Linked DNA regions of Sus scrofa: regions 1, 2, 3, 5, 6 and 7 are each linked to region 4. Evidence: chromatin contacts called from public Hi-C and HiChIP or PLAC-seq data. All regions are on one chromosome and are shown on one strand. Each heading gives the region's core, a stretch centred on a gene start, on an enhancer-like site or on the middle of the called end of the contact. The rest is flanking DNA. Distances are from core to core; before and after follow the strand shown.

Region 1 (3,098 bases), core at 569-3,068, 340 kb after region 4:
TGGGCCTGCCATGGGAATGGTTTCAAATATTATCAAGGTATCTCCAAAGGCCACCATCAAAGCATCAGTGGATTTTCCCTAGTCTCACACCATGATTTGAAAAACTCTTCCTTGACTAGCATAGAATTAGTGCCAGGTTGGGAATCTGGAACCAGTTCCACTGACTGCTCCAGTTCCACCTGGCCACAAGCCTGATGCACCCTGGCCCAGGCTATACACTGTTCAGAACCCCTCCTTGGGGAGGTGAAATGCAGGCCCTGACAAAACTGAAAAGATCTGGGCAGCACCTTGCCAACACTGGTCATACAAATGTCTGCCTTCTCTCTTGTCATCCGTCTAAGTTGAATTTCACACTTTGGTTCTTTCCATTTTACCAATGAAGAATATACCACCAGTATCCAAACTGTCTCAATGAGACATGAAGAAAATGAATGAGAGATTACATAAACTCTATGGGTGAACGCCTAAAGAAAATGCCAGATTAGTCCAAGATGTTATTTATTATAAGGCCCCCCCAAGAGAAATGCTGCTGTTCCCTTTCAGAAAATGAACATTCACTTTTCGTCAAACTCTGAGATACAGTGACTTGTTTTAGTAGGATCAAAAAAAAAAAAAAAAAAAATCCATGTTTACTCAGCACGAGTAAAGCTCAAGTTTTACGTGGGGTCTAAAGAGCTACCAATGCTGGCAGGCCTAATTGTGTAAACATGAAAATGGTCTTTTTTTCCCTTTCTTTCTTTTTTTAAAAAAACAAAACAAAACAAAAGGAGCCATACATGCAGAGACAGTTGTGCTGGGCCAACGTGGGGTCTCCTGCAAAGATCAGATCATCCAAGAAGCCCGCTTTGATCTGACCAAAGACCGGTATTTAATCTCCTATGTGGGAGAAACTATAGTTCTTAGATTAATTACCCAGCCACAGATCTGCTGCCAAGCTGCTCCAAGCCTCTCTTCCTAATGTGAAATAAAGCGGCATTTACTTCAAACCATGTGGTAGAGCCAGCCTGTGCCAGAGAATATGCATTCCTTTTCCACTCATTTACAGAGACATAAAAGTTCAGGGCATCACTCATTCACGTGCATTTAGAGCGACGATCGGTCTCTATACCATTATTTCTTCTCAATTTGCTAGAGAGAGGACCAGGGGCTGACAGGGAGTGATTCTTGGAAAGAAACCCTGAAAATGAGAGGGAGTTAAGTTTCCATGGGAAGAGTTATCTTCTTGGTTGAAATGTACCACCTGAAAAGAGACAAAGACTGAAACTCTTGCAGGCGGAACCCCCGCAGAGTGCCATTAGCTGGCGTCCTGCAGAAAACCAGTTGGGTTCTGGCAACTGGATGACAGTGGCAGTAGGTGGGGAGAGGAAGTCATATTTAGAACCTATGGTTCCAGTGACATGGCTCCCATGCTCTGCAGGCAAGTGACCTCTATGGCCTGTCATGGGGACCAGAGGATCAAAACTTGGACTCGCTGGGCGATCCTGAATGAAGTTCTGACCCTTCCTGTAGGTCTATTGCCTCAACTAGGAAAACATAAATACACAGACCCACCCGCTTTGGTGCGAAATGAGGTTGCATCACCTTTTTGGCGCCATAATCAGGACGTGTCTTGTTAGTATTACACTACTGCTCTGTAGAATCAAGTGTGTGGAGGCTTCAGGCTTCCAATATATGAATGAACGCCAGTAAGCAAATGATCCACAGCCAAAGGTGAAATCAGATTCTCTGAAAAGAGGCGAGTATTTTAGGGCTGCCTTTCAAGAAGCTGCAGCCACACCCAATGACCAGGGTCTAAACGGAAGTGACTCAACACTGTTGGGCTGCATTTCTTTGGCTGGGCAGTACCTTGTCAACCATCTCCAAATGAGGCCTGCACAGGGTGAGGGATCTGAATGAGTGCACAGGGGTCAGAGGTCAGAGGGCTGGGGGGGCAGGGACAGAGAGCACACAATGGAGGAGGAGTAAACCAGGCAGTGGAACTGTCCTTTCATCAAATGCTGATTTTTCTCTGGGCAGAATGATTATGGGGATCTTATTGTCAGCACTCTTAGCCTGATCTTTCCAGACACTTCTCTGAAGAGTGAAGGACCCTGACCAAACCCTCCCCAGATCAGCAGTTGGGGAGGTGGAAGGAGGAATTTTAATTTTTTTTTTTTTTGTCTTTTGTCTTTTGTCTTTTTAGGGCCGTGCACATAGCATATGGAAGTTCCCTGGTTAGCGGTTGAATTAGAGCTGTAGCTGCCAACCTATACCACAGCCACAGCAATGCTGAATCCTTAACCCAGTGAGCAAGGCCAGGGATCGAACCTGCATCCTGATGGTGGCTAGTCAGATTCGTTTCCACTGAGCCACGACAAGAATGCTCAGGAAGGAGGAATTTTAAAAGCTGGTGATGTACGTAGAATTCTTAGTAGGGAGCTAGATTTCACTCCGCTGGCATGGAGCTCTCGCTAGAACCTAATCTCTGGCTGCCGGGCCTGGAGAAGCTACAGCCATTAGAGGCCACAGGGGGCTTCAGGCTTCTGGCTCCCTGATTTCAAAAGAGCCAAGGGAAAAAGGAGAAAACCAGTCACTAGGCATCCTGGTCAATGCCAGCTACTGTCACACCGTTCCGTACGCTTTCTATCCACGAAACCATTTCCCTCACTCCAGACCTATCCCCACCTCCACCCCCCAATCTCACTGACTGTCACTCAGCCTCCCATGGTTCTAGGGAAAGGGCAGGCCAAAAGCTAAGGATGCCTTTGTTTTCATCTCCGAGATAGGATGGCATGGGGTCCTGAGTGCCAAGGTACCAAGATAAGAGGGGTGCTCAAAATGCCCAGATGGCTGGAGAATGAAAACCCAGAGGACAAGAGCCAAGTTTGCACAGCAGACAAGGGCCGCTGTGGCCGGGGCTGGAAGTGGAGTCCTTGTCATCCACAGGCAGCAGCGGAACTAAAGGGAAGCCATCCCCCGACTCAGCTGTGGGAGTTGGGCAGCTTCCCAGCTGGAAGGGGCTCCCAAACACATCCCTGCGAGCTCCCAAGGAAAGACAGAGCTGCCTTAAAAACAACAAACAAAAAGGGCCGCTAATCAAGAGGAACTTTAGACTGAAG
Region 2 (3,380 bases), core at 104-2,603, 260 kb after region 4:
CCCGCGTCCTCATGGATGCTAGCCGGGTTCCTTACCACGAAGCCACGATGGAAAATCCTTTTTTTTTTTTTTTTTTTCCTTCCTGCCCTTTTAGATGAAAGACAACTTATTGAAACTCGAGAAGAAATTTTAAAAAGGAAAAAAAAAAGAATTAAAATACTGGCAAATGTTTTCGGTACCGAAATAAGTTTGGGGAAAGGGATGGTATGTTAGCATTGGATCTGACATTCTCTTTCTTATCTCTGGTCCTCACTTCCTGAAGCCTGTTCTATATAATGCATGATAGCATATGGTCGGCTGCTGGCTAGCAGACAGGACCCTGGAGTTCTGTTTCTGACTTCGCTGTGGGATTTTAATGAGACCAGGTGGGAGAAGAGGATGATGTAACAAAGAATGGCAGGGCAGGCCTTGGTAAGGACCCGTCACCTTGCTTCTCTGAGCCTCAGTTTCCTCATCCATGATAAGAAGGGGTTGTTCAAAAAGATCTCAGAGTTCCTGCCTATACTAAAAACTTTGCTTTTATGGTATTTTAATGCAAGAAATTAGTTCCTCGTTCTGCCCCTCCCTTTTTCCAGAAGTGTGAGAATACTCCATGTGCTGTCTTTGAATATCTGTACCCTACCCAGCACCCATTTAAGCCTAAAGTGAGTGCAGACGTCTGGTCCTTTTCCTAAGAGCAGATTTCTCTCCAGACTCGGGATTTTCTTGGCCTCTCCTACCTACGAAAACCTTCTGATGGGTAAACATGTGTTGGCCAGGGGCCAAGCCCCAGCAAACACAACTTCATAACAACAAAGCTTAAAGATGGGAGTCTGAGTGAGAGGGTAGGGATTAGAAGGGGATTATCATTCATTAAATTCAGTTTCTCCTGTTTGAAACCAGGCCCATGGAAGTTGCTGAGCTTCGGCATATGTTGTTTTGTTGGGTCATTCATCTGAACTGAGGAAGTGACTGAGAACTTTTTTAGCCCCAATAGGAAGATGAAGTGGGGAAATACTTAGATCTGCTTTTTTCCAAGTTTCCCAGAGTGGCCTAAGTTACTTCTGCTAGTGGGTCATCAGCTCTTTTTCTATTTGATGCAGAAAGCCAGAATTTCAGGGACCAACGCTGAAGAGGGTGGAGGTGGGATTAAAGGGAGGAAGACTGCCTAGGACAGCGTATGTGTCGAACAAAGATTCAAGATGACCTACAAGCTCCGTGAGACCACAGGGAAAAGGTATCATGTATGAGACTGAAACAGGCTCAGATGCCTATCCTCCAGCAAAATCAACTTCCTTGGGTGCTTGTGGTTCATCAACTGAACCTGTGAACCAGCTGTATGTAGCATATACTCTACTTCCTCAGGTCTTTAAAATTGACAATGGTCTGTAGGTCAAGTTCCAACGGAAGTCATATTTCTGACCTAGCTCTATAAATAGAGCACTGGAAAAAAACCATCAGCTGCGCATGGCCCAGGGACCACACGCTATCTATTAAGTAAGTAACCACAGTATCTGTGCTGCCATTTTAGCTGAGAAAAAAAAAATATCTTTTGTTATTTATAATCTTCTGAGCTTTGAGAGTCTCAAAATACTTTAAAGCTATTAGTCTTCTTTCAGATTTACAAATAAAGGATCTGAAGCGTGAAACCACACAATAACTGCCTCAACAGCATCTGTCCACGGAGGAAGGCATTCGGCCTGCGTGAAGAATAAGGCTGCTTCACTTTGGGAAAGCAGGAGATTTCATTCCCAGGGTCTCTTGGTTAGAGGTGAAAGATGGGAATGCAGTGCTGAATCTTGCGTAACACACCTAGGCTGGTCCACGTTTCAATAAAACTCATTGCTGAGGAAGGTAAGAAATGTGAAGAAGACAAGAAGAGTGGGGTGATCAGAACCTCTGGAATGCAAGGGTGAGGGATGGCTTAATCCTCCAGGCAGAAGGTGGAAACAAAGTTAGTTAATCACTAGGATAAAGACTGGTATGCGTCAGCAGAAGCCACTCAAGCAGCTCCCCTGGTTTTCCTGTGGGGAGAAAATACTTTATGTTTCCCATAGTCATAGAGTGGTTATCATCCAACCAGGACACTTCTGAAAATGACATGGGGACATTTTAGCAAGTGTATTGGGATAACAGCGATACATCGGGACTGTGCTGGGCAAACCAAGATGGTAAGGTCCCCTGACAGAGACGGCGCATAGGACATTTTCCTGAACTGGGATGAAGATGCTGACTCTACAAAGAAAAACGGGTCCTTCTTAAACGCATGTATCAACCAGAATTCTCTAGGGGATACGGCATAGGATTTCTTCACCATGTTTACAGGGATGATCAAGGTTCTCAGACAGCGAGGAAAACATGGGTTTGAGAAGGACAGAACAAGGGTGTCTGAAGAGAAACAGCTTTTAGCGCTGCCCAGGATGCCACGCCCCTGATTCTCTTCTCCAATAACACAGCTCTCCTCCTGCCACCTTCCATTTATGGCAAAGAAATCCTGAGCAAGGACCTAAGCTAGGTCTCCTGACCCTTTGAAAAGAATTCTTTAATTAAAAATAAATGCACTCACTGGAGAGAACACATACTATCCTTAAGGAAATGCTACCAAAACAAAGAAAACAAAACCCCAAACATTGAAGGGAAGCTGAGGCATTTTCTTGTAAATGTAGGCTTCATTCCACCGAAGCCAGGAAGATGCTTCTGTGAAACGGGTTTTCATCCACAACATGCATCCTACCAGCTCACCGTAAGTCAGTGAATTGCTCAAAATGTGGCCATCAGCTGTCTCAGTAGGAACGTTGCTTCTCTACTCTCTTTGTAGAATCTGAGGCAGCAAGAGGACCAGAGCTGGATTCTAGGAAGTCTTGAGTATTATATATGGTCATCATTGGATGTTTTGACCAGTTGATATTTTTTCAGGTGACTTTTTTCTCCTGGCTGAGGCAGAGGAATACAGCCACTTACTTTTAATTTCAGATAGTTTTATAGTCTTGGCTGCTAGAGAGGAAAAAAAAATCCCCCTCAGATGTGTGCATTGCCTTTGGAGAAAGCTGGGAAGGGTTAAAGTGACATATCCTATCCCCCCCCAACTGTTTGAAATTTCTTCTTGAAACTATTTATTTATTTAGTCTTTTGAGGGCCACACCTGCAGCATATGGAAGTTCCCAGGCTAGGGGGCAAATCAGAGCTACAGCTGCCAGCCTTTGCCACAGCCACAGCCACGCCAGATCTGAGCCTGTCTCTGACCTACACCACAGCTCATGGCAACGCCTGATCCTTAGCCCATTGAGCGAGGCCAGGGATCGAACCTGCATCCTCATGGATACTGGTTGGGTTCGTTACTGCTGAGCCATGATGGGAACTCTGAAACTGTTTTTATTTTTATTTATTTATTTATTTTGTTT
Region 3 (3,240 bases), core at 647-3,146, 390 kb after region 4:
CGGCAGCCTGCTGTGTGTGGTGGTGGGGTTGTGTACACACGCATACATATGCATTCTAACAGCTCAGCCAAGAAAAATAAGCAAGACCTAAATGTGTCTACAGAGTGTCTATGGTGATCTGGCCCAGAGAGGGAAGACAAAATTGGCCTGCTCTCTCTGGCCAGGAAGGAATGCAATTCTCTTCTTGCTGCCCACGGAGAAATGCCTAGAACCCAATCAGAGGCTTTACTTTATATGTTAGTCTCTACTCTCCACTCAGTTTCCAATGGAAATGGCATTGAGGTCACTTGTTTAAAATGACAGTGGTTTATAACAGTAGTTTGAGAGTCTACACTGAAGCCTCTGGCACCCGACTTGACATCTGAAAAGCTCAGTTTTATCCCTGTGAAATGGGAACTGTGAAACTCAATGCTTCATGGTCTGGGCAGTGGCAGTGTGTGCATGAAATAAACTGCTGAATTTGTGATGATTAAACATGGCAAAAACAGCAAAAATATGAAATTTTTGTATTATATTCATACCCAACATGATACATATGGTTAATCTGAGGTTAACTCAGATATATCAGCTGAATAGATTCTAATCCTCTATTATCAACCACAGAAACATGAGTCTGAATACTAGGCCCGTGAGCCGACTGTGTCAAAGGCATTTCCTCTACAACCATGGGGAGGACTCTTCTCTAGGTACAGGTACTCCAGGAGCTCTGGAGGGAAATTCCTCTCTAAAATGGCTCCTATCTAGAAGTGCTATCTTGTTGATTAACATTAATATTTTGCTACATAGTCCATCAAATCCTTAAACACTTAATTCTCATCTATTATTATTTCCTTGGATTTTTTTTTTTTTTTTTTTGCTCTTTAGGGCCACACCTGTGGTATACGGAAGTTCCCAGGCTAGGGGCTGAATTGGAGCTACAGCTGCCTGGCCTACACCACAGGCACAGCAACGTGAGATCCAAGCCGTATCTGTAACCTACACCACAGCTCACAGCAATGCTGGATCCTTAACCTACTGAGCTGGGCCAGGAATCGAATCCGAGTCCTCATGGTTACTAGTCAGGTTCATTACTGCTGAGCCACGACGGGAACTCCTCTTTTTGGATTTTTATAGCAACCTTCTGAGATGTGGAGAAAAGCTGTTATTGTCCTTATTAATAAGACGAAACTGAGGCTCAGAGAAGTTACTGGAATTGCGCCTTTGAAAGGAGGTAGGATTCTCATCCTAAATTTTGACAGTATTCGACTATCGTCATTTCTGCAAAATACCATCCTTACTCAGCAGAATAGAAATTAAAATTAAACTTTAGCAAAACTAGAGTTTCAGAAGGCAAAACAGGGTTTACCTGAGGTCAGGGGAGGGGACTGATTGCAAGGGAACATGAGGGAATTTTGGGGGTGATGGAAGTGTCGTTATCGGGTTTACATATTTGCCAAAACTCAAGCAAATTATATGCTTTAATGTATGTAAATTAAAATTTTAAAATGTGATGTTAATCTAATCCCCCAATTTTACTTTCCATAAACAAGGGAAATTATTGCCGTTTGTTAATCTCTTTCTACTGCTTTTGTCCAGAAGGCTAATTATCTCCTTGGAATGTTCTAGCAGTAAACATGTTCCGTCATCATTTCCTTCATGTTAGATGCAATGGCATTCTAGGTTTGCATAGGGGGATTTTTGTTCCTATGATACCATTTGTATTTGCCCTATGTAGTTGCCTACACTGAGGTATGTTTTTAATATTTGTGGTTGTCACAAGGTTTCTATGATTAGGGCTACTCTGGGGATCTGAATCAGCTGGATTGTTCACATTCAGAGCTCAAAACCAAAAGAGCAAACATTTCCAAAGAGCAAAAAAAAAAAGCAATGTCTTTCCTGAGAGCACAATATACTTCCCCTTTCGGAGCTGCCTTTGACACAGCTAAAGGGCACACAGATCCTCGGACGCAGCCTACAGGGGCAGATTCACAAGTCTGCTTTTTGGGGTGCGGGCACTCAATGAGAACTCAAGGCTCTGGTCTCCTGCTTTGGAACTGATTTGGAACCCTGATTCTGTACTCCTAAAAGATGAGCCCTCTGTCTCTGCAGCTCTGCACAGTACCCAGAACTACCTAAATAAACGGTTTGCTGATGGCTTGATGAAATAGAAATATTTACATATTTTCATAGCACTTTACAGAGTGCCTTCACATTTATTAGCGCACTTGAGGCAACAAATCTTGGGCATTCAGGGCTGTGATTAACTCTATTTCATAGAGATATCAAAGTCACCAGGAATATATGCTGTTTGTCAAAAGGCACTCGGCTCTTAGGTGGTGGAGTTAGAAGTTTGTTTTAGAGCCTGTCCTCTGCTCATTTACACCACAGGGCCTCTGATAACTTCACTCAGATCAAAAAGCCATGGGCTTCCAGAGAAGGAAGTCTCTAACATGTATTTCCGAGAGTGCAGACATTGATCACTTTGCTAGACAAGGATTTCCTCATTCCTCATGAGTTGGGGAAGAGATAAAGAATAAACAGGAGGGGAACATCTCTCCACCATCTACAAACCCTGTGCATACACCTTATCCCATTTGGTGGCATGACATCTCATTTACTGTGCATTCCAACATCACTGTATTTATAATCCGTATTTTGCTGAGCAGTCATATTTATCCCTCAGAGCATTAGCCATCCACTCCCTCCTCTGTGAACACTTCCCTGATCTTCCAGAGCAAATCGTTTTCCTTCTCTGGGTTACTTGATTCATACCAATAGAATAGCATTTACTATCTTACACTGTGCAATTAATTTTTTCATACCAGTCCATCCCCCTAGTCTGGGAACACCTTAAAAACAAGCACCATTGTCTCATTCACTTCTGTGCCACGGGCACAGCACCTGATACCTGGCAGATCCCAAGGAAATTATTGCTAAAAACTCACTATGGGACCTAACAAGTATGTGTGATGTTCTTAGCCATAAATGAATGATCCGTCTTAAGAGATCAAAGTTTACTAAGGTCAAATGAGCTACTGTTCCAAAGACACAGTAGCTCTGCCATTATAATCCTACCTCCAGCTCCAGTTTAAGAAGTCCATTTTAACCACTGATAAAAGTTATCGTAGGGCGTTCCTGTCGTGGCGCTGCGCTAACGAACCTGACTAGTATCCATAAGGACTGGTCTTGCTCAGTGGGTTAAGGATCCAGTGTTGCCACAAGCTGTGGTGTAGGCTGCAGACATGGCTCAGATCTCAAGCT
Region 4 (3,212 bases), core at 543-3,042:
AAATCCCACAGTAAATCAGCAGCAAAGCTGGGAGGAGACGCTGCTCTTTCACCTCACAGCCAGGTCTTTGCAGGAAGTCACTGCATCCTTTGGATGGCTTTAGGTGTCAATTAGCTGTCCCCGGGGAAGCAGGAGGCCAGAGCTGGGACATGAAGCTCAGGACTGGCTTCGAGATTGTGCCTTGGACAGGATGGGCAGGGCTCAAAGGCCTGGAAGAGCTGGGAAGGCCTTGCTTTGGGTAAAATTGGGCCTCCCTGCAGCAAGTGGCATGGGGATGGACTTGGCCGTGAAGTTGGAGTTCCCCTGACCCCAAAGTCAAGCAGCCAGATTAGGACTCAGGCAGCTACAGAAGCTCCCAGAAAGGATCTTCTCCCAGCCCTGCCCTGTGGTGCTGAGGCTGGCTTCTCTGAAGACAGGCTCCAGACAGCCCAGAGCAAAAGCAGTGCCTCTGCCCATTCCTCCCTTTTTTTTTTTTTTTTTTTTTTTTTTAATTTTTTGTCTTTTGTCTTTTTTTTTTTTTTTTGCTGCTGTTGTTGTTGTTGCTATTTCTTGGGCTGCTCCCGCGGCATATGGAGGTTCCCAGGCTAGGGGTTGAATCGGAGCTGTAGCCACCGGCCTACGCCAGAGCCACAGCAACGCGGGATCCGAGCCGCGTCTGTAACCTACACCACAGCTCACAGCAACGCCGGATCGTTACCCCACTGAGCAAGGGCAGGGATCGAACCCGCAACCTCATGGTTCCTAGTCGGATTCGTTAACCACTGCGCCACGACGGGAACTCCCCATTCCTCCCTTTTGGCCTCTATTCTCTTTCTTAAGGAGAAGACCTCCTGCTTTTTTTTTTTTTTTTTATCACCTGGGTTCAGACAACCCCTTTCCCCGTGGACAGTTCTGACTAGACCAGAATGTGAGCAGGTGGAAAGCTGCGACTTTCCAAGAGTCTCTCTGTTTGGACTGACCGCTCTGCGCATCCTGATCCTGAGAGCCAAGGGAATGAGGGTGCGGCAGAGAGGCAGCCACTGCACCAGGCTTCAGAACAGCTTCGTTGGCTGTGCCTCAGTTTCCCCACCAGGAGCCTGGCATGGAGGGGTTTTGCAAAGCCAATTCGGGGAAATTCCTGAGACTGGAGGCAGCTCTGGTCCTTTCCAGATCCTCTTCTTCAGACTTCCCCAGAGTCAGATGTCCAGCCACACAAATTCTTCTTGTCCATTCTGTGGCCCAAACAGCCTAGGGCACGTTGGAGGCTGGAGACAATGGTGGTTTCGCTGAGGCCATCAGAAAAAGCGTGCTCGGCCACAGGCTGGGCCCATGCGATGCTCATGAAACTGGAGGGGGCTGCCCAGCTTCCCTGTGGGACAGAGCTCGCTCACTGGGTCCAGCAAAGGCCTCGTTCAATTGGCCTGTCTTCTTTCCTCTCTGCTGGGGGCTGTCCTTCTCCTTCTTTCTCCGACGGCCCTCTTCTTTCTAAGCTCTCAGCACCATGGAACTGCACGGCCTCTGAGACCTGGAGCATCTCAAAGAGCCAGCTTTTTTCCAGCCAGCTCCATCGCTGTGAAGAGTCTGAGGGCTTTTTCTTTTAAAGATAAGTTGGGGAAAGGGTTAGAAGTGCTGAGAAGTCACGTCTGTTTCTTCTTTCTTTTCCTTTCCCCCTCTGGGGCTGAGAGACTAGATTTTTTTCCTTTTTACAGTACATTTTGGCAGGCCCCATTTTTTTTCTGACAGAAAAAAAAAATAACAGGCATATTTTGGGCGATTACTCAACTGGGGTCCTTTGTGACAGGATATGCAGCTGCGTGACTAATGGAGCTGGCTTTCTCCTGGCTTCCTTCCCCTTTCAGAGCTCTTGTTTACTGCCCTATACAAAAAAAAAAAAAAAAAAAAAAAAAAAAAAAGCCATAAGTTACAGATTTTTATAAAAAAAAATGCCTCGTGAGATACTCAAAGGCAATAAATCCTCTGGATATTCCATTTCCAGGGCTGCAAACTCCCCGCCCTCTCCCACTTTTTCTTTTCAAATGTTCAAGCTCTTGACTCACAACATGTGAATCTTCTCCCACCCCACAGGCCCGCTTTCTTGTGAACATATGTCCAGCAGATCATCTATGTGAGTGTGTCTGAGTGTGTGTGTGTGTGTGTGTGTGTGTGTGAGAGAGAGAGAGAGAGAGAGAGAGAGAGAGAGAGTGGGGGGTGGGGGAGGGGTGCACGATGAAAACCATATTTTTGCTGCTTAACTCAGCAATTGCTAAAGGAAGGAATAATGACTTCCAGGGGCCTCGGGACATTTTTTTTTTTTTTTCTTCTTTTCCAAGGCTTTTGTGTTTCCATAATCTATGACAATTTTGTGGTGTAAGCAAAAGTTATTAGGAAACATGGAACTAACTACACGGGGTAGGGTATGTTCTTTGCAGGGACGGATGGTCTCTTTACAGAGGAAATCCAAATTTGGCTGGCTTTGGAATTCAGAATTCTTGGGCTTCCCATAGAACTTTTGGGAGAAACTCTCTAGCTTGCAGTGTTTGACCACTGGAACTGGCCTTTGGTTTTTCTAGAGATCAATCAGTTTGTTATTTGAGGAGGTGTCTGGCCTAGGGATGGGAAAAGCTGACTGACTCGTTAGGATTGATGGAGACAGGTGGGTGCAGATGAGATGCAAAGTTGGTGGCCGAGCGATGGGTGGAGTCTTGTGTGATCTGGAGGAAGTCACTTAATATATGCAAGTCTCAGTGGCTCCTACGTTAAAATTAGGATAGGGAGTTTCCGTCATGGCGCAGCAGAAACAAATCTGACTAGTAGCCATGAGGATGCAGGTTCGATCCCTGGCCTCAGCAGAAACAAATCTGACTAGTAGCCATGAGGATGCAGGTTCGATCCCTGGCCTCGCTCAGTGGGTTAAGGATCTGGCGTTGCCGTGAGCTGTGGTGTAGGTCGCAGACAAAACTCAGATCCCATGTGGCTGTGGCTGTGGTGTAGGTTGGCAGCTGCAACTTCCATTTGATCCCTAGCCTGGGAATTTCCATATGCTGAGGGTGTGGCCCTAAAAAACCAAAGAAAAAAACCAACAACAAAAAAATCAGGGTAGAGTTTCCTCTCCTCCAGGTTGCTGGCAAGGGAAGGGAGGTGGTAGAAGTTCAAGGCACGGGGGAAACTGGACAGAAAGATGCAGGGCTTAGTCCTAATGCTTCTTCCTCTGGGGCCGGCTCAAGCTCTCAACA
Region 5 (3,307 bases), core at 666-3,165, 410 kb after region 4:
AGCCCTAAAAAACAAAACAAAAAAAATTAAAAAAGATAAACATTTAGGTGGTTTTGTTTTCTTTGGATAAATACTCAGAATTGGAATTGCTAGATCATATGCTAACTCTATTTTTAATCTTTTGAGGAACTTCCATACTGTTTTCCACAGTGACTACTCCAATTTACTTTTTTTTTTTTTTTTTTTTTCCTTTTTTTCCTGGCACTACCTGCGGCAAATGGAAGTTGCCAAGCCAGGGGTCAACTTGGAGCTGTAGCTGAAGCCTCCACCAGGGCAACACTGGATCCGAGCTGCATCTGTGATCTACACTGTAGCTTTCGGCAACACCGGATCCTTAACCCACTGAGCGAGGGTAGGGATCAAACTTGCATCCTCACAGAGACAACACTGGGTCCTTAACCCACTGGGCCACAATGGGAACTCCCCAGTTTACTCTTTCAAAAAACAGTCTATGGTAGAAATAAAAGGCAAAGAGTCCCCACTTTTACAAAGCTTATAACTGAGTTAGGATGTCAAAAATTTTCATAGAAAACAGCACTTAAAACTCTAATATAGTCTTATAATAAACTTCAGGGTTTTATAATATTGTTACAATGGAAATCTTCCAATTAAAAAAACTACCCATGCACTAACTTAACAAGTCAACTGTTTTCATTTATCCATGCTCCATCCTGATCCATATATACACATTTTTATAATTTGATATTCTGTTCTTACTGTTTACCATCATGGCAAAATTCTTACCGATGCAAAATATTTAAAATCATTTAACTTTAAATTGTTATCAATTAATAGAAGCATAGTATTAAAGGAACTAGTCACCACTGTTAGACATTGAGGGTGTTTTCCCTTCATAAATAATGCTGCAATTAATCTGACTACTGCATTGATCATTTTCTAATTTTTTTCCATCTTAGATTTTATTACTTTTCTCTAGAACTTTTGCCCCCAGTAATCAAATGGTAAAGTAAGAGCTTTGTTCATAGAAATACTGATTACTTACGATCTTTTTAATATGTCTTAGATGAATAAACCCAAATTTTATATTGATGATTTTAGTATTTATCTGCCTCAATTTGATTGCTTCCTGTGCCCAAAGTCTAACTTTTTATATCAACTGTCAGATCTGTTAAAGTTTCACAGCAAGAGAGATGGGTGGTGAGAGATTAAGACAGTAGGATAGGCTTGTGAAGGAGGGAGGATCTGACCCAGGGCTTGGAGACATAGAAGGATTGTGAGCTGATCTCAGAGAAGAGGGACTCTACAGATAAAGAAAGCAGGGTGAGAGAAAATCCCAAACTGCTATGATGAAGCAGTGTAATTCACAGAGCTTCTTCCCCAAGAGCACCAGAGGTATGGGTGGGAACAGCTGTAACAAGGGTGAGTAAGAGAAGGGACACATGGAAGGATCTGAAAACCAGCCCTAAAAACTTCCACTTCCCAAACGGAAATGAATTCAGAGTCATAGTCATCGAATCAGATGAAACATTTAAATGGACTCTTCGGTAAGACTTCTCTGGGGCTGATTTCAGATGCCCAAATCTGCCTGGCAGGATGAAGAGAAACTTCTTACTCTTTTCCAGAGAGAACACTTAGCAGACATCAGATGGTGAGGGGCAAGACAGAAATGGCCACCAACATTGGCTAGGAGAGGTAACAAAGATGCTATAACTTCAGTTACACAAGCTGTAACTCCAGTGACCTATTCTCAGAGTCAATGCCCAAAGAGAGTAAATCTGTATCCACTTGTCAAATTCAATGTGTCACCTGACCAAATCGAGTCAGAGGTAAGGTGTAGCACATATTTCTCTAGTTGACCACAGAATAATGTCCTGGATCCAGATGAATTCTCTTTGCACAGTATTTATTATTCTAATAAACCAAATGGAATGTTTAGAGATGACTGGAGCAATCTGATTGGCAAACTTACAGGGCATTCATTCTTCCAAGGTGACTGGTGCATGAAAAGTGAAACTATAGCACTCGTGTAAACAATCCATCTGCCTCATTTCCCTCCCCCAGGCACCTCTAATTTTCAGCTTATGTTAGCTGTAAGACGAGCTAATGTTTTTAGTGTAGAAAAATGGCATTATCCCAGACAGGACTTACTTTAAGGAAAAGAGGAAAAATGCTAAAGCCATACAGATGGTATCAGTAGGTACTGGTACCCATGACCAATGACTAAGATGAATCACTATTACATTTCAGCAGACAGGTGAGACCATGAATCTCAGAAACTAAACACTAACTTATTTCAGGCATCAAAAGTTCCACTTTAAACAAAACTGTGTGATAACTTTTGCCCATAAATATGTATAGTCTTGAACCGATCCCAAAGAAATGACTGCAAATCAGTAATACAGTCTGATTAACTCATTCTTTCAAAAAGGTCCCTCCCTATGGGTACTTGGAAAATTAAGAGCAAATGATTATCTTATGAGGCAAACAATTTATAAAAAGGAGCCAGGTAAGTCAGACATGAAAACAGGACTCGGAATTATGGGGCCAGAACCAAGATGCACAGGCTCCTTCCTGGAGCCAGACCAACACACCAAATAGATGCCCTTCAAGGTGAATTCTTAATGATCTCCAGGTAGTTACCTTACACTTATCGTTGGCAAATCTTACTTCTTCTTGATGTTATTAATGCTTGCTTTCAACTCTTCCCCCCCCCATCTTTGGATTCATTCTTAGATCCAAAAGAGGAAGCATTTTTTGAAAATAGTTGAAACACAAAACTCTTTAAGATATTCATATTTTTAGAAAGGAGAGGAAAAGGAAGAAAAAAGGAGGAGGAGGAGCTAAATGAAGGAGGAAGAAAAAGAAATAAAAATGAGAGAGAATGAGGAAGAAATGAGAGGTACTAGGTGAAAGGGGGAAGGAAGGAGAAGGGAGGATGTAGTTCTGTCTAGGAGGAGAAACAGAATATTCCAGACATGAAGGAATCAAGGCCACAGAGAAGTACATGCTGGACTATTTTTCCAGCTCCTCCCAAATCACGTCCTGGTTACTCAGTACCTGAGTATTCATAAAGCCCAATGCATTCACCTAACAGACTTCATAATGTTCAAGCCACAATCCCTTTGGTGGTTTGATGAAAGCTATGGAAGCCATCTCAGAAAAATATTTCCAAGTACATAAAATAAAATACAAAGAGAAACTTCCTACTCTTTTCCAGAGAGAACACTTAGCAGACATCAGATGGTGAGGGGCATGACAGAAATGGCCAGCAACACTGGCTAGGACAATCACAAAGGACACCAATTTTATGGAAATCCAGTTTTCAGACATAACTTTCGAATACACG
Region 6 (3,013 bases), core at 386-2,885, 280 kb after region 4:
GAGTACCTACCACTGAGTTACTGCTCAGTGAGTTCATTTATGTTGAATGCCTAGAGCGGTATCTGGCAATGTTAGTACACGTTTCTATTAACGAGCACAGCATACTTTCATTTTAGAGTTGGAAAAGACTTCACAAAATAGCTAGTCCTTTTCAGCAAACACTCTTTTTTTTTTTTTTTTTTTTTGTCTTTTTGCTATTTCTTTGGGCCGCTCCTGCAGCATATGGAGGTTCCCAGGCTAGGGGTCGAATCGGAGCTGTAGCCACTGGCCTACGCCAGAGCCACAGCAACTCGGGATCCGAGCCGCATCTGCAACCTACACCACAGCTCACAGCAATGCCGGATCGTTAACCCACTGAGCAAGGGCAGGGACCAAACCCACAATCTCATGGTTCCTAGTCAGATTCGTTAACCACAGCGCCACGACGGGAACTCCTCAGCAAACACTCTTTTGCAGATGAGAAGACCAAGGGCCAGAGAGGTCAAAATAAGTGCATAGAAGTGACTTGCAGATCCCACCCAGCTTGTCCGAAGAGAAGGTCACATTCCTGAAAAACTCTTCTCAGAAAAGTGCCATGAGTGTCATCACTGGATGTTCCTAATGCAAGACTAGGACCAGACATAAGACATGTCCTCCTGGGTATTGTCTTGGGGGACCAATTAGGCTTACTCATTCTTAGCTTCCTGATGGGCTCTTGTGCTCATCAGTGTTTTTAGGAGGAGTGGAGGAGCACCTGGCTGATGGAACATACACACGGTACCCTCAAACTCCCCAGGCGGTCAGTCTGAAGTTGCCATTGCCTTGAGGGGGTGCTAGGAGGGAAGCGGCTGCTTGCGGATGAAAGGCCAAACTCTATCACACTGGCTCTAAGAGTTTTTGGAAGGATGAGCTGAGTCCAAAGCAGAGCTTCCACTGTTCTTGTGGGGACTGAGGGAAGGCTTCGCCTGGACGTGATGCTGCAGTGAAGGCTGCAGGCCTGGGAAGCTGCCCATCGCAGGAGGCGGCAGCCCAGCTGATGGGAGAGTCAGGCTGAGCAGTCCCACTGTTCCCCGAGACCTGGATCCAGCGCATAGCCAGGGGACGTGAGCAGGAACACAATGTGGTGTCCGAGCTAATGACTTAGCAAAACAGAGACAGATGGCCATTGCAGTAACTTAACGCTCCCGTCTCTGTTTGCAACCAGCTCCCACTAGCTTCTCCCCCGTCCTCACACTACCTAACGACCCAGCCCTCTCTGTCCATCTTGGAAGATCATGGTCACAGACAAACCATCCTGTCTAAAAAAAATAAAATAAAATAAAAAAGCTGTGACATGCTTTCTAAATATAACCGTAGCCCACAGGTGGGGTGCAGGGGAGGGGAGGAGGTCTCTAGAGAGACACTGACCTTTGGTTCCAGGAAAAAGGCAAGTTAATTTGACTGAATTCTTGTGATTGTATACTCGACATATAATTCCTAACAACTGCATAAAAGGTACACAGCTGCAAGAATGCTCATAGGGGTATAACTTACAACCTGCGGATGAACACATGAAAAGGGAACTTTTATTCTGACCCCCAAATAAGTTTCCTTTAGTCAGAGCTATAGACTGTGGAACAGTTTCCTTCTTAAGCATTTATCACATGCGATAAATGAGGCTCGCGCATACCGAGAGCAGACTTTGACACTGGGGGAGGCAAACAACTGCTTTACAGTTTATTTACTGCTCTTTTAAAGTTTTTTCTTTTTTCCCTGTTTCTTTTTCAATGGTCATTGTTTCCAGGTGGCATTACTGTGCCAGCTGCTCAGAGACTCACCTGGCACAGAGGCCAGCCAGGACTGGGCCATATTGGAAAATCCTGTCTCATACTTTCAAAAGTTGGTTCATTTTTACAATAATCTCTTTAATAATCAAACTCCAGTAGGTAAACAACCGAAGACCCTTGGGAAGCAAAAGAAGTTTTAAAATAAATCCCTGACTGAAGCATTTTGGTAAATGTCCCCCCCACCCCCCAACCCAAAGTTTACCTATTTATCACCTTCAATAAGGTAATAAGAAACTTAAAAAAATTAAGCGAAACTTCACTGATGCAAATGGGTTTTGCTTTCACAAAGTGAAAAGCTGACTCATGAGAAGAAACTGAAGCGGTCACTGAATTATTCAATAGGCCTAAATAGGGATATTGAGAAAGACGCTTGAAGCAAAAAGTATACACCTCATCCCTGCTCATCTCCCAAACTTCCCCACCCAGCGGGGTCACTACCCGCTTACCTCTGTCTTCCTAGAATAGGGCCCCAGGACTCATATAGTCAAAGCGTCAGCTGGAAGGTCTGTGGCTTGCCAGCCAGCAGAGTCAACTTTAGACCCAAGGATGTCTGGGGAAATGTTTATATTCTACTCCTGACCATAGACCTGATCATGAGGGGCAGCAAAATATGCTGGTGGAGACCTTGAGCATTGGGTATGGAAAGTAACACTGTGAGGGAACCGAATGCAACCTCTCTAGAAGTGGAACCTTCACTGTGGGACACACTTGCCAACCCCAAGGGCCAGCTGTTGTTCATGGGAAGTAACCAGACACAACCTCCCCGTAAAAAGAGGAGGGTATCCTGAAGAAGTGAAACTGGTGCGCTATCCTCATCTAGTTCAGTTGCATTTCCTGCGTTGTACACTATACGGTTTCACAGCTTCATCACTGCTGGCATTTGGGGCTGGACCGAGTCTTGGTTGTAGGGGGCTGTCTTATGCACTGTAGGATGTTTAGGGGTGGCCTACAGAAGCATCCCCCTCCAGCTTCATAGCCCCTGGAGTGGCACGACCATTCCAGGTTGAGAACAAGCGGTACACCAGGATACACCACAGGGCTAAAAATTCTGAAAAAGCTTGAATGGGAAACATTGTAAACTTACGGCCGATGCTTTGAAAAGGTAACTAATTAGCTTGTTTAAAAAAAACCAGTTAAATAATTAGCTTGTATTTTTATCTTGCTTATTAATAAGACTCCAACTCAGAAGCATCCAAAGAGAATAAAAT
Region 7 (3,354 bases), core at 590-3,089, 300 kb after region 4:
AAATCTGTTTTTATGTCCTAAAGCCCCTGAGAGTGAAACGTTACCGTTGGAAGCTGCCTGAAGCTCATTTATACACTCCAGTTATTAATCCCCTTCTTATATGTTTGATATAAGCCCTAGGGCACTTGCGAGGGTGATCCAATTACCCAATTCAGAGAATTGCCCTTTTCTTTCAACCAAGTTCAGAGCTCTGAAATTTTGTTCCACCAATGACTTTTTGTTTCAGTCAAACAAGGTCACAGAAGAGGCCAATATCTGCCAAGGCCAACAGGGGTTTCATTTACATGCCCACTAATGTGAGCAACATAAGAACCTCTTGAGAGCATTAAACCAGGGTGTGGGACAACAAGCCTGTTATTTATTTACCAGCTCCCAAAGCCGCCATGGCCAGTTTCTAGCTACTCAACATTTTGGACCCTAACCCTAACCATTTTGGACTTAAACTCATCTCCTGTGCATCTGGAAGACACAGTGCGATTTGACAGGAGGCAAAGAGCCTCTGGGGAGATGTTCGGAAGAACCGGAGGGAATGCTGCTTGAGTCCAGGCAAACCAGGGACAAGCTACACTTCCTTAGAGTCAAACATCTCAGAAGGTAGCTTGTCAAGGACAGTAGATCAGGGGTGTTCTTTTGCCATTCATCATCTGCTATAGACCTTATGTTAGTGACATATTTATTTTTGCTGTTTCCTTAATAAGAATACTAAACATGAGTTGGTCTAGCTTTAGTTAAGACTGGAACACTTCCATTATGGCCAGAGAAAAGATGGTCTGGCCAATGTCCTCTTACTGTAAGAGAGAGACACTGGGTATCTTTTGGGAATTGACTGTGGTCTGTTTGTTATTTGAAGCTAATGAACAGTTGAGAATAAGCATTTAACAGATGGTCCAGAGAAATAAGACAATATGTCAATCCATTTATCAGAACTTCCAGGACTCCCACTTCAGAATTTCTGAACAATTAAAATGACACTGGGGTTGTTAAGAGTTAATCTTAGAAGTGTTTATTATGCTCAAGGATATCTAGTTATCAAAAAAAAAAATGTTTCTTCAATTTACAAAAAAAGCGATACCAGTCTTTGAATTGTTCTGTGGTCGCAACAGAGCAATCAACAGGAACATCTGGAAAACTCTCCTTCCTGCCCGAGTATTTCACAAATGTATTAAAATTATCACTGGAAAAAAGTCAGGAAATGAAAAGGTAAGGGGAAAATATTATATTCTTCTAGTGGCCAGTCATAAAGCCAACAGTTTTGGAGTCTGATATGTCAAAGAGGTGATAACATTTTGTAAACAGTTGGGAGTATGACTTATACAAAGTAAAGGAAGATAGTTTTAAAATATAATTTAGACAGCCAGACAGTTTCTGATAGTACATATGGCCTAGATGAGAGAGAAGGTCTTGATTGCCTTTTCTGTTTGTTTTCTCTTCTTTTCTTTTCTTTTTTTTTGAACAAGGAGAAAGAATTTGTAGACCACACTGATTAGTTAATGATCTGGAAACTAAAGGAGCTGGGTTTTCATCTTAAACTTTGAAATTAATTCATCGTGTGGTTTGGGGAAAGACTTGAATCTGCCTAGCCTCAATTTCTCCAGATGAAATATCTAGATTATATGATGCACCATAATTCACCAAATAAAAAGCCTTTACAAATAATAATGCATGCACATGCAAGCTCGAAAGATTAGCCAACTCATAGGTCTTAAGACCGAAAACACTGGGATCATAAGACAAATACGATGGCTCCTTGCTTTCCAGCGGTGCTATCAGAGTGTGGATAGAAATAACCTCACATCGTTCCTCATTAAACAGCTAAAGCCGGCACAGAATCTGACTTCTCTTTTTTCCCTATTTCACATACAGGCCCTTTTCTTTCCACATACAAGCAGTGCCATTAAAGCTGATGGTCGGAGGGGCCCTCAAAGTTCCTTTTCTCCCAGCTCACGCTCACTCTGCTGTGAATTCCAGCCCTCCATCTCCAGGCCCAAGCACTTCCTGCAGGCCCAGGAGAGCCTGAGCCAAGTGCCAGAGTACCACAGCTCTGAGGCACTCATCCCAGGGCAGCCTGGCCAGTCAAGGGCAGTGAGAATGCCAGCGCGGAGCTATGGGCGTCTCTGCCCCAACACCTGCCACTTCCTGCCTAAAACTCTCCAAAGAACGCTGGGGTCTCGGGAGCATGAGTGGGAAAACTGGCAGAAGGGAAAACCTGATCCTAGGCTCAAAACAGCAATAAAAATAAAATTAAACACACACACACACACACACACACACACGATTCTTCACGTCTTCGATTGAAGTTGCCTGAGTACTTCACACTGGAACTATGGGCAAGAGGATTTTCTGAAAAAAGGAAAAAAAAAAAAAAAAACTGCACACACAACAGACCTTACTGCTCCCTTGAAGGGGCTTATTTAAGGCAAAACAAGGCCTCCCATCATTCCTGTGAGAGATCATTGTCCCCCTGGTTGCCACAGCGCCCTGTGAGGCTGTGGGAAACAAATGACCTCAGAGGCACTGCAGTGTGTGTCACTGCGAAAGAAAAGAAACGCGAGGGGGGCTGGGGGCGGACGGGGGTGGGGGGATGCTGCTGCCCAGCGGAGCCCTCCAGGCCCGGCCGGCGTCCAATGACATGCCTCCAGGCCCAGCAGGGATGAGGCTCGCGGCCCCCGGAGTCTCCCGCCGGCCAGTAACGGGATTAGGCTCCCACTCCCCAGAAGCCAAGCGTCTTTCTGGACGTCCCGCGGCTCGCTCTGGTCAATCCGCCTTCTAATTGGCCCTCTTCACAAAGTGCCCGCCGATTGTTAGTGTCTCACTCTGTTTAATGGGTGTCTTGAGTCAAGAGAGGGCTCTTCTGGGGCCCAGGAGGGGAGTGGGAGGGGAGAAGCGGGCATGGGGTGAGGGGGTGGCTGGGAGCCGGGGGAGGAGGGCGGGGGACAGGGACACAAGTGCAGCCCTGCGAGGAGAGAGGATGGCAGAGGACGGACGAGAACGTGTTAGGAGGAGCCTGATGGCGACCTGAAGGCCAAGCACATGCCAAAGGGACAGTTACTCGGCCATACCCCGCGGGCATCCGAGAAAGAGCCCACTACCTTGGGGCCCCCATTCAGAGCCTGTGCAGAAAAAGGGAGGGCAGCCCGGGTCAGAAGAGGGTCTCCCTGGAGCACAGCACTCTCTCCAAGATGCTAACACATCATGGATTTTACCTTTTATTTAGGGGGCTCTGTGATTTCCATCTTGTACCTGGGCACATGGCCGCTCACCAGTGAAGGGAGGGCTCTGAGTCTTACTAAATTGGCGCCTCTCCTTTCAACACACACACCACACCACACACCACACACACACATGCATGCACGC

Evidence for each region. Hi-C and Micro-C count contacts between places; a contact is called where the count stands out from the background. HiChIP or PLAC-seq counts read pairs in DNA pulled down with a chosen protein or histone mark.
Region 1: a contact with region 4 is called in an H3K27ac HiChIP or PLAC-seq map of alveolar macrophages. The contact joins two enhancer-like sites. A contact is called at or near these places in 2 of 2 datasets of contacts at active chromatin or transcription factors (alveolar macrophages and skeletal muscle).
Region 2: an H3K27ac HiChIP or PLAC-seq map of alveolar macrophages shows a contact between it and region 4. The contact joins two enhancer-like sites. A contact is called at or near these places in 1 of 47 Hi-C or Micro-C datasets (embryonic fibroblasts) and 2 of 2 datasets of contacts at active chromatin or transcription factors (alveolar macrophages and skeletal muscle).
Region 3: a contact with region 4 is called in an H3K27ac HiChIP or PLAC-seq map of alveolar macrophages. The contact joins two enhancer-like sites. A contact is called at or near these places in 2 of 2 datasets of contacts at active chromatin or transcription factors (alveolar macrophages and skeletal muscle).
Region 5: a contact with region 4 is called in a Hi-C map of embryonic fibroblasts, with 7 times the contacts expected there. The contact joins two enhancer-like sites. A contact is called at or near these places in 8 of 47 Hi-C or Micro-C datasets (alveolar macrophages, embryonic fibroblasts, heart right ventricle and 4 more) and 2 of 2 datasets of contacts at active chromatin or transcription factors (alveolar macrophages and skeletal muscle).
Region 6: an H3K27ac HiChIP or PLAC-seq map of alveolar macrophages shows a contact between it and region 4. The contact joins two enhancer-like sites. A contact is called at or near these places in 2 of 47 Hi-C or Micro-C datasets (embryonic fibroblasts and liver) and 2 of 2 datasets of contacts at active chromatin or transcription factors (alveolar macrophages and skeletal muscle).
Region 7: an H3K27ac HiChIP or PLAC-seq map of alveolar macrophages shows a contact between it and region 4. The contact joins two enhancer-like sites. A contact is called at or near these places in 1 of 47 Hi-C or Micro-C datasets (liver) and 2 of 2 datasets of contacts at active chromatin or transcription factors (alveolar macrophages and skeletal muscle).

The regions. Positions count from the first base shown.
Region 1 is chr7:92,035,976-92,039,073 of Sscrofa11.1, reverse strand. All of the region lies in intron 9 of RAD51B (DNA repair protein RAD51 homolog 2), which reads right to left. Among named protein-coding and RNA genes, the nearest start is that of RAD51B, 450 kb to the right of the region's middle. Within about 2 kb of position 1,818, at least 23 of the 83 cell types and tissues checked have an H3K27ac peak or open chromatin away from gene starts, as enhancers often do. A contact at or near this core is called in alveolar macrophages and skeletal muscle, where this site is marked.
Region 2 is chr7:92,113,059-92,116,438 of Sscrofa11.1, reverse strand. The region is part of intron 9 of RAD51B (DNA repair protein RAD51 homolog 2); the gene reads right to left. The region is part of intron 1 of LOC106507734 (a long non-coding RNA gene); the gene reads left to right. Among named protein-coding and RNA genes, the nearest start is that of ZFP36L1, 380 kb to the left of the region's middle. Within about 2 kb of position 1,353, at least 13 of the 83 cell types and tissues checked have an H3K27ac peak or open chromatin away from gene starts, as enhancers often do. A contact at or near this core is called in alveolar macrophages, where this site is marked.
Region 3 is chr7:91,986,252-91,989,491 of Sscrofa11.1, reverse strand. The region is part of intron 8 of RAD51B (DNA repair protein RAD51 homolog 2); the gene reads right to left. Among named protein-coding and RNA genes, the nearest start is that of RAD51B, 400 kb to the right of the region's middle. Within about 2 kb of position 1,896, at least 15 of the 83 cell types and tissues checked have an H3K27ac peak or open chromatin away from gene starts, as enhancers often do. A contact at or near this core is called in alveolar macrophages, where this site is marked.
Region 4 is chr7:92,377,666-92,380,877 of Sscrofa11.1, reverse strand. No RefSeq gene overlaps it. Among named protein-coding and RNA genes, the nearest start is that of ZFP36L1, 120 kb to the left of the region's middle. Within about 2 kb of position 1,792, at least 45 of the 83 cell types and tissues checked have an H3K27ac peak or open chromatin away from gene starts, as enhancers often do. A contact at or near this core is called in alveolar macrophages, embryonic fibroblasts, liver and 1 more, where this site is marked.
Region 5 is chr7:91,967,664-91,970,970 of Sscrofa11.1, reverse strand. All of the region lies in intron 8 of RAD51B (DNA repair protein RAD51 homolog 2), which reads right to left. Among named protein-coding and RNA genes, the nearest start is that of RAD51B, 380 kb to the right of the region's middle. Within about 2 kb of position 1,915, at least 10 of the 83 cell types and tissues checked have an H3K27ac peak or open chromatin away from gene starts, as enhancers often do. A contact at or near this core is called in embryonic fibroblasts, where this site is marked.
Region 6 is chr7:92,094,248-92,097,260 of Sscrofa11.1, reverse strand. All of the region lies in intron 9 of RAD51B (DNA repair protein RAD51 homolog 2), which reads right to left. Among named protein-coding and RNA genes, the nearest start is that of ZFP36L1, 400 kb to the left of the region's middle. Within about 2 kb of position 1,635, at least 12 of the 83 cell types and tissues checked have an H3K27ac peak or open chromatin away from gene starts, as enhancers often do. A contact at or near this core is called in alveolar macrophages and liver, where this site is marked.
Region 7 is chr7:92,075,531-92,078,884 of Sscrofa11.1, reverse strand. All of the region lies in intron 9 of RAD51B (DNA repair protein RAD51 homolog 2), which reads right to left. Among named protein-coding and RNA genes, the nearest start is that of ZFP36L1, 420 kb to the left of the region's middle. Within about 2 kb of position 1,839, at least 17 of the 83 cell types and tissues checked have an H3K27ac peak or open chromatin away from gene starts, as enhancers often do. A contact at or near this core is called in alveolar macrophages, where this site is marked.